2 separate regions of the Sus scrofa genome follow, and region 1 is linked to region 2. A link is a contact called in public HiChIP or PLAC-seq data. All regions are on one chromosome and are shown on one strand. The core of a region is the stretch at or near the end of the contact, and the rest is flanking DNA. Distances in the headings are between cores, read along the strand shown.

Region 1 (4,664 bases), core at 1,422-3,921, 560 kb before region 2:
AACTTTCCAGGGTTGGGTTGGCAAAAGGCGGCTTCGCTGAGGACTGTTTACTGCTCTGGATATAGCAATGGTGTGACCGTCATTAAGAGACAAAAGGCGAAAATACACAGTCAAATCAAACAAAAGGCAAAAGACGCACCGGCCATCCCAACCACCATAGAAAATAGCCCCGAGTTAACGATGGTGTTTGGCTTGAACCAGCTAGGACTTGTTTTCCAGTTTTAATCTAGTTTCCTGTGACGGCTTTAGTCTCTTTACACAAAGAGGTCTTCCTTTCCCTCACCCACCCCCCTACCAAGAAGAGAAAAACAGAGCTGTTTTTCTTCAAATAGATCGACTTTCAAAGAAAGTGTACATGTTACTGGGAAGAAAGCTGACTAGCATTTATTGCTGTAAACATTTTCAAAAGCTTCAAGCTAAAACCCTAGCTTTATAAAAGCAAAAACGTCTAAAAGCATTTTAACTGGCTTATGTTAGACAAGAGCAACACAGACAGACATGCAGATGAAGGTTCAGAAAATTAAGGACATCTCAGCAACATTAACATGAAAACTGCACTGCGGCGTAAGGACAGAATGGATTGGGTACTTACAAGGTAAAAGGTTTTTAAAAACTTAAAAGAGTAACAACTGCTCACAATTTTTTTTTTGCTGCCATTTCGCTAGTCCTAAAACTATACATTTAAAACATTACCTTGTTAAAGAGAGAGCAGAAGGAGTTAATAAGATGGCCAGGTTTAAGTGTTTAATAGAGGAAACTATATATATAAAAATTTATTGTTCAGTCAAGAGAATACAGATTAAGACAGCTCCAAGCTCCCCCCACCCACCCAAGAAAAAAGAGGAAAAAAAATAAATATGTCATTTACTTAGGTTTTTTGGAATTCAAAATTGTTAACTGCTGACATTAATGGTGTGCTATGACCTAGTTATACAAGACAAAGATGGATTCCAAGTCATAAGGAAAAATCCAGATCTTTTTAAAAAGTCTTCTTCATTCTTCCAATTGTGAATCCTTTAGCCTGTTGACAAATGTTAAACACAACACTGAGGCGTCCTGAACTGGATGGTGGAGTCAAAGGAAAAACATTCCCCATTTGCAACAAAGGAAAAACCCACTTGGCCATTTAATTCCATTGCAGAAAAATGGCTCCCCTCATCTGTTGGCCTCTCCTTGGTGTCTGATGAAGGATGTTTTGAGATCAGCGTCTAATAACTCAAGCCCTATAGAAGCCGAGCTCTCATTGGCTGCCGCGCCCTGCCGCCCTGCTCTAGCCAATTACCTACCCACTGCCAAATTACAAACCCCGAAAAGAGCCCCAATATGAAATACACCACCACGAAGCCCCAACGAGGCGGTTCCCCTGCCTCGGCCGCCCGACAGGAAAGGCAGAGGGGGCTGCAAAAGCGTCCTCGAGAAGCCCGGGAGCCTAGGAGTTGAACTCACAAAATGGAAGCCGCACGCTGATTGGCCGCCGCCACTCCCGGACCTTTAATAAAGAAAGGGGAAGGAAAGATAAATGCAAAAAAGGGGGACTCTCTCCGCTGGTGGCTAGAGGAAGGGGGGTGGCGCGGGGAGAGAAGCATGTGTTCTCGACAATTACAGGGCGCTCCTCTCCAAAAATAAAAACAGAGAAAAATGCTTCTATCACCCAGGTCCAGGCAAGGGCTGCATCCTCCCAGGAATGTGAATGCTAATTTGGTTAAAATCCTGGTTTCCCCTCCCCAGCTCAGCTCCGGGGGGAGGGGGTCGCGGGGCAGAAGAGGAAGCCGGAGCCGAGATACCTCGATTGCAACTCGTCTTGGAGCCGCCTTGCCTCTCCTCACGGCTCCCAGCGTCCAAACACACAATCACACACACACCCCAAAACCCAGCCCTTTCCCCAGAGCTCCCACCTCGGGTCTTGTCAGTTTGCAAACAGTTTTGGAGGTCCGAGGCGCAAGCCGAGGCGGCCGCAGCTCGGAGGGTAGCCCCAGCCGCGGGAGGTAGAGCCCGGGGAGACCCCCTCCCCCGCCAGCCAAGCCCCCCACCTAAGTCCCAGCAGAATAAATAAATTAAAAGGCCTTCCCCCGGGGAGGGGGGAGGCAGTGTGGGAGCGCGCGAGTGAGGGGTGGGGGGCCGCTGGGGCCCGGGGCTTTGGCGGCGCAGCTGCCGCCGCCGGGAGAGTGCCTGGGGAAGCGGCGAGGAAGGAGAGGGGAGGAGGAAGAGGAGGAGGAGGAGGAAGAGGAGGAGGGTGAGCGCTCGGGTCGGGCTCCTTAGCGGTGTATTGTGGGATGTGCGGCTACTGGGAGCCGAGCCTCCGCCGCCAGCCGCCTCCCGGGCAGCAGCAGCAGCAGCAGCAGCAGCGGCGGCGGCAGCAGCTCCGGGCCCGGCAGCCGCGGCGGCGGCGGCGGCGCTCCCCCCTCCTGGCCCCCCGTCCGGCCGCCCCGGCCTCGGCTCCCGCGGGGGACACCATGTACTGGCTGGCGGCGCAGGGAGGCCGGCGCCCGGCGGGGATGTAAGCGCGGCTCGGGGAGGGAGAGGCCGCGGCCGGCAGCCAGGCGGCCCGAGCCCCCAGCCCCGGCCCCGGCCGAGCGGGAGGGCGGGCGGGCGGCGCCAGGCCTGCCGCGAGCCCCGCGCCTGAGCCGGGCCGATCGAGCGAGCTAGCGCCACGCCGGGCGGCCGGGCGGCCGGGCGGGCACCATGGGCCGGAGCCCGCGTCCTCCGGGTGCCCCGGGCCCCTCCAGCCCGCACCAGGGGGCCCCAGGAGCTCCTCGCAGCCGCCCCGAGACGGTGGCCGAGCGGGCGGGCGCCTAATTCTCCGGAAGGGTTATTCTCTCGCTCCATTCTTATTTTGGGGGGAGCCAGCGAGACAGCTCCTTTTGGGGCGCGCTGGTAAGGTGGGAGGGGGTGGGGGCTGGACGATTTGATTCTTTAGCGTGTGTGTAGAAGCGGCCGCCGCCGCCGCCGCCGCCGCGGCGGAGACGACAACAACTTGCTCGTTTTCAGGTTGGGTTAACGGCATGGAGAACAGTCACCCCCCCCACCACCACCACCAGCAGCCCCCGCCGCAGCCCGGCCCTTCGGGCGAGAGGAGGAACCACCATTGGAGAAGTTACAAGTTGATGATTGACCCGGCTTTGAAAAAGGGGCATCATAAACTGTATCGCTACGATGGGCAGCATTTCAGCCTGGCGGTGAGTAGCCGGCGCGCCTCCCCGCCGCCCTCACCCACCCGCGAGCCGTGCCGGGGAGAGGGGTCCGAGCGGTCCGGGAACACCCCCCCCTTCCTGACCACCCGCCAACTGTCAGCCGGGTCCCCAGTCCTGGAGTTTGACAAGTGCTTGGAGGGGGGGGGGTCTGTCCCTGGGGAGTGGGGCCAGCCCACTCATTCCGCCCCACTCTTCCTCCCCACAGATGTCCAGCAACCGCCCTGTGGAAATTGTCGAAGATCCCCGGGTCGTCGGGATCTGGACCAAAAACAAGGAGTTGGAGCTTTCGGTGCCTAAATTCAAGGTAGCACCCCTCCCCTTTGCCCCGCGTCCTTTCCACCGCCTCCCTACTCCCCGAGTTCGAAAATAACGCCAGTCCTGACCGAGCCCAGCCTGATTCTGAGTTCCCGCCGTCCGCGGCGGCCGGGGCCGGGGAAGTTTTGGCGGAGAGGGGGAGATTGCTGCCAGAGGGGTGTCCCTTCTCGGCTGCTGTTAACATAATAACACTCGGTGAAACTGTAATCTAGGCGTTGATACAGTGTCCTGCCCGCCCAGATGGGGGCTCCGGGTCCCCACCTGGCTCCTCACAGCCCATTGACTCGGCCCCGGAGACCCGCCCCCCTCCCCAGCCTTGTGGCTTTAGGGGGACAACTTCCTAGCCCAAGGGGTCGCCCCTGCCCGGCAGCTGGGAGAGGAGGCCAGAATGGGGGGTGGGGAAAGAGAAACTGTTTCTTTTTCCCCTTTCCTTTCGAACCCAGAGGACTTCCACGTTCCAAACGATTTAATCCTCTGCTTCCCGGGCCCGCCCGCGTGCATTTCCCCCCCAAAAAAAAAAATTTATTTTTTTACTTACCCTTCATTGTTTTCAGAGGGCAGCCGAGTGGGGAATGTTGTGTTTTCCCTTTGGTTTCAATGTTCTCCAAATTCCCTTCCCCCTCGTCCCCTGTCAGATCGATGAGTTCTACGTGGGCCCAGTGCCTCCGAAGCAGGTGACATTTGCCAAGCTGAATGATAACATCCGTGAAAACTTCCTGAGGGACATGTGCAAGAAGTATGGGGAGGTGGAGGAGGTGGAGATTTTGTACAACCCCAAGACCAAGAAGCACTTGGGCATTGCCAAAGTGGTCTTTGCCACGGTCAGGGGAGCCAAGGAGGCGGTTCAGCACTTGCATAGCACTTCAGTCATGGGCAATATCATCCACGTGGAGCTGGACACCAAAGGTGAGTGGAGGTCCGCCCAACGCGGCCGCTGCGGAGGAACTGCAGGACCTGTCAGTGTGACTCTTTCCCTCCCAGAATCCCTCTTGCAGTGTTGGGGAGCCCCTCACTCTTCTTTGGGGGCCCCCCTACAACATTATTTTTCTTTTGCCCCCCTCTTGAGGGTAGAGTCACGTGGGGCTAAATGTGTTGTCTGTTGCTAGGAAACAAGCTATAATTTACCAAATGTGCCCAGTCCTTGGCCACTGCAGCCCT
Region 2 (4,400 bases), core at 986-3,485:
GTACACACACATACACACTAGGAAGAACAGAAATACATCTGCACAAAATTAAGAACAGGCTGCCAATATGTGACAAAAATCAAAAGTGCCTATCTTTGTACAGAGTATAAGAGGTCCAATTTATCTCTTACACACCATGCATTGGGATTAGAATCCCAACAGAGATAGCACTTAAAAGGCAAGAAAACTAGACTTAAGTTCACATGCTTTTATGGGTCACATGAGATACAAGAGGCTTAATATCAGACACTAGATGAAAAAAATTTAAGGTAAATAAGAGCACCAAATTCTAAACTCTTGAAGAACAGAAACCAGATCCGCTCATGCCATATTCAAACTCAAGTAGGAGCTTAAGCAATTGTTGAGAAAAACAGGGAAGAGCACCATCTTTATCTTTAGAATACCTTCGAAGGGTCCATCCAGTTTGTTTTTTTACCTTTTGAACTAGGCCTAGCAGAAGCCTAAGCTGTACTTCACTTTCTCTGAACCTTAAAAACCCAGGACAAGCCCTTGGCCAAGCAAACACCCACTGTCTTTGCTTTAATAAGGGCCAGCCTTGCTCCTTGTCAGACAGCCACCACACTAATTCAATAACAAAGCACCTGGAGTCAGAATACCTGAGCTCAAATCCTGACACCACCACTTATCAGCTGTGTGGCCCTGGGCAGGGCAAGGTCCTTGACCTTTCTATGCCTCCTCTGTAAAATGGGGATAATGATAGCACAGTCACAGGTTAGATTAATTAATAAGATAAGACACACGAAACACTAGCCCAGGGCCTGACCACCAGAAACCCTCAATAAAGGTTAACATTTCCAGAGAAAAATGCACCAAAGCTGAGGAGCAACATACCTGAGCACTCTTGTCAAAGGTTATCATTAAACCCAAAGGTCTAATACATTTGGTCTCTAGGCTGTGCATACTATAGGTAGTAGCAGTTTTTAAAAAATAAAAAATAAAAATAACACCAACCAGAACCACAACCATAAGAGCAACAGCAGTAACACTAATACAAAGCTCTTATTGGCCAGGCAGGGTCCTAACCTAGAACAGAAAGAAGTCAAGGCTGCCGAACCAAAAAAAAAAAAAAGATGCAGCATTTTTTCCACCCTCCTTTTAAAATACAGTAATTGGCGCCCAGGTTTTGCTAAAAACAGGTATCGAAACATTGCAGACTGAACGTGTAATTTCTTCAAAGCAAAGAGGTGGGGCTGTGACGGGAGGGGGGGGTGGGGCGCGGTTCCTGCCAGATGGAAAAGCCACATGAAGTGGAGAAAGATGAGTTCAGGATTTCTCCCCAGATCAAAATCAGATATTTGAAGCACAGGACCGCCAAAGGAGGGGAAGCAGTGGTGTCTGCTTTTAAAATAACCTCTGAACAAGTGTCATCTGCCTTCAGAGCCAATCCCCTGCCGAGGCAGAAGGTTCGGGTTACGGGGCAGCGGGGTTATTTCAGAAATCCCTATCACCTCTCATCATCTACCTTCTCCAACAATCAGTCCCACTCGGGGGGGCTGTGTGTGGGGGACAAAAGCCACGGCCGGCCAGGCCCCAGGCCAGTTGGGTCAGCTCGCCGCCGAGGCCACGGCCAGGGTGCCCTCCATTCCGGTTCGCGGGCACCGCTGCCAAGGGCCCGGGCAATGCTCAGGTGGCCGCCGGGGCAACAGGTCCCGCCGGGCCTCGGCCCCTCCAGGGGGTCCACCCCCCCAGGGCCGAGGGGAGCAGAGAGGGACGCCAGGGAGGGAGCGGCGCCTGGGGCGGCGCAGGGGCAAGGAGTCCAAGCTCCATCTTGAGGCGGGCGGAGGAAGGGAAGGCCGGGCTCGGCGCTGACAGGGCCGGCGACTTTTCCGGCTCCGGGGGAGCACCCCAGAGACCCCTGGCCTCCAGGGCCATCCCCCTGGGGCTCCCCGGAACCCCTCGAGGGGGGGCGGTGCGCGGGACTCGGTCCCCCTCTCGGACGCCGGGCCGGCCCCCGACCCCAAGCCGGGAGGGCAGGAGAGGGCCCGGCGGGGCGGGAGGGGAAAGGTGAGGAGGGGACGGGGAAGGGGAGAGGGCCCGCGCCGCGCCCGCTCGCCCCGCTCACCGCTCGCCGCCGCCTCGGTAGCCGCCAGTCGCCGCCACCTGCCCCACTGCAGCAGCAGCAGCCGCGCGGCCGCCGCCTCCCGCCTCCCGGCTCGTCGGCTCCGGGCGGGGGAGAGCGTGACGCGCCGCCGCGGGGCCGGGCGGGCGCGCGCCGCCTGGAGAAGACGCCGCGGCGGCTCCACCCCGCGCGCTCCGCCGCCGCGCCCACTCCGGTCGGCCCAGCGCCTCGGACCCCGCCGCCAGCTCCGCGTCCGAGCCCCCAGCCGCTGCCTCTTTGTCTGCACCCGGGCCGCCGCTCTGGAGAAACGAACCTCAGACCCCCGGCGCGCCCGCCATCCAGCTCTCAGATCCCAGAGAGGACCGGGATGGGGAAGAAGGTGCGAGGAAACCCGAGAGGCCTGGACCAAGGGGCTTCTCATCATCTCGGTTAGTTCCCCATTTTCTGAACGTGTTCCCAGAATTTGCAAGTCACACCCGAGAGCTCCATTGAGACTTGATCGCACAGCCTGTTAATTTGCAGCTGATTTTTTTCTTTTTTCTTTTCCTTTTTTGCCAGATCCAGGGTGAGAAATCCTTTGAAATAAGCTCGGAGGAGCTGCCCACAGCTGGTTAACTTTAGGGAGCGTCCTCTCTGCCCTCCTCGCCCTCCAAGTAAGACCCAGGGTGAGCAACCTCTGGGGAAAGCACTGCAGCAAATGAAGCTTGAGAAGGACCATCTCCTCCCTCCCCTTCCCTCCAGGGAAAGACCGAGAGTTTAAAAATCCCTTGAAACAAACCCAACACTTGCTCCGTCAGTTTGAGAAAAGCCTTTTATTCGCCTCAGCCGCTTGGAGGGAAGCCCTGGTTAACGTCCTGTCCTCCCACCTCCCCACAGGGATCTCCTTTAAAAGCTTTTGAAAGGGACTGGAGGGGAGGCAGCAACAGCCTGCTCCGGGCCGGTGCAGCGGAGGGCGGCCAGCATTTCACTCCCATGGACCATGGCAACCCCAGAAGCTTTGCAGCTCCTGGAAGGAATTTGCAGCTGTGGGTGAAGCCCAGTATTTTACAACGACTTAGTAGTGGATAGGGGGCCCAGGGCTTCCCCATCCTCTCTGGTGGAAGGGAATAATCAGGAGGGTGACCCCCTTGCTGACCTTTATTCAAAGCACTGGTGCTGCTTGGACCAACAGGCATGCACAGAGCAGGGGGAGGGAACTGCAATGAAAATGCATGGAGTTCTGAACAAACAAGTAAATGTATCTGCTGGCACCTCCCCTGGATTCAGGCTTAAGTCACAAAAATCCTGTTTCCTAACTCAACATCACCTTAGTTTGCAAGTTGCAAGGTCAAAGTGTGGTGGCACCCCTGGTATCCAGTATGGATATTCCTAATCTGAAAGTCATACCTCACCCTCTCATCTGAATACTTTTCAGCACTAATGCACAACCTATATAATCATAGATGCGGTAGAAAAAGGCAGAGACTACTGTTGAGTGGGATGCAAATAAACACTTCTGTTTTCCTCTTATCTCCTCTTATTCTTTTTTTTTTTGGTCTGTTTAGGGCTGCCCTCTTGGCATATGGAAGTTCCCAGGCTAGGGGTTGAATCAGAGCTGTAGCTGCCAGCCTGCACCACAGCCACAGCAACGCAGGATCCAAGCCGCATCTTTGACCTGCACCACAGCTCACTGCAACTCCAGATTCCCAAACCCACTGAGCGAAGCCAGGGATTGAACCCGAGTCCTCATGGATGCTTGTCGGGTTCATTAACCACTGACCACGATGGGAACTCCTCCTCTAATCATTCTACTGAGCCTATCTTTATTTCTAAATGTTGTTCATCATGGAATTTTTGGCATTAATTTCAGTGTTTAAAATATCGCATTGGAGTTCCTGTCGTGGCTCAGTGGTTAACGAATCCAACTAGGAACCATGAGGTTGTAGGTTCGATCCCTGGCCTCCCTCAGTGGGTTAAGGATCCAGCGTTGCCATGAGCTGTGGTGTAGGTTGCAGATGCCTCTGGTGTAGGCCGTTGGCTACAGCTCCCATTAGACCCCTGGCCTGGGAACCTCCATATGCCTAGGGAGCGGCCCAAGAAATAGCAAAAAGACAAAAAACAAACAAACAAACAAACAAAATCTCATTAAAATAATATTTTCCTTGAATACTGAGTTTTTAAAGCCCCCTTAAATTTTGTGACCAAGGCCTAGTTCCAGCCCTACTACCAGGGCATTGACTGTGCTCATTCCCATGGTGTGGCTGGTGTTAGGACTAAAGAAGTTGGTCAGTTCTATTTCAAATTAAGCATTCTGTTTTTAGATGGAGCCACTGAGCTTTTT

Evidence for each region. HiChIP or PLAC-seq counts read pairs in DNA pulled down with a chosen protein or histone mark.
Region 1: an H3K27ac HiChIP or PLAC-seq map of alveolar macrophages shows a contact between it and region 2. The contact joins the promoter of SETD1B here to the promoter of CLIP1 in region 2. A contact is called at or near these places in 2 of 2 datasets of contacts at active chromatin or transcription factors (alveolar macrophages and skeletal muscle).

The regions. Positions count from the first base shown.
Region 1 is chr14:30,883,599-30,888,262 of Sscrofa11.1, reverse strand. SETD1B (histone-lysine N-methyltransferase SETD1B) reads left to right here and starts at 2,671. Exons shown (of 19, transcript XM_021073231.1): 1 at 2,671-2,874; 2 at 2,989-3,176; 3 at 3,397-3,495; 4 at 4,142-4,412. The coding sequence starts at 3,003. It also overlaps a transcript of RHOF not described here.
Region 2 is chr14:30,318,705-30,323,104 of Sscrofa11.1, reverse strand. It overlaps CLIP1 (CAP-Gly domain-containing linker protein 1), which reads right to left and starts at 2,235. Exons shown (of 26, transcript XM_021072961.1): 1 at 2,084-2,235.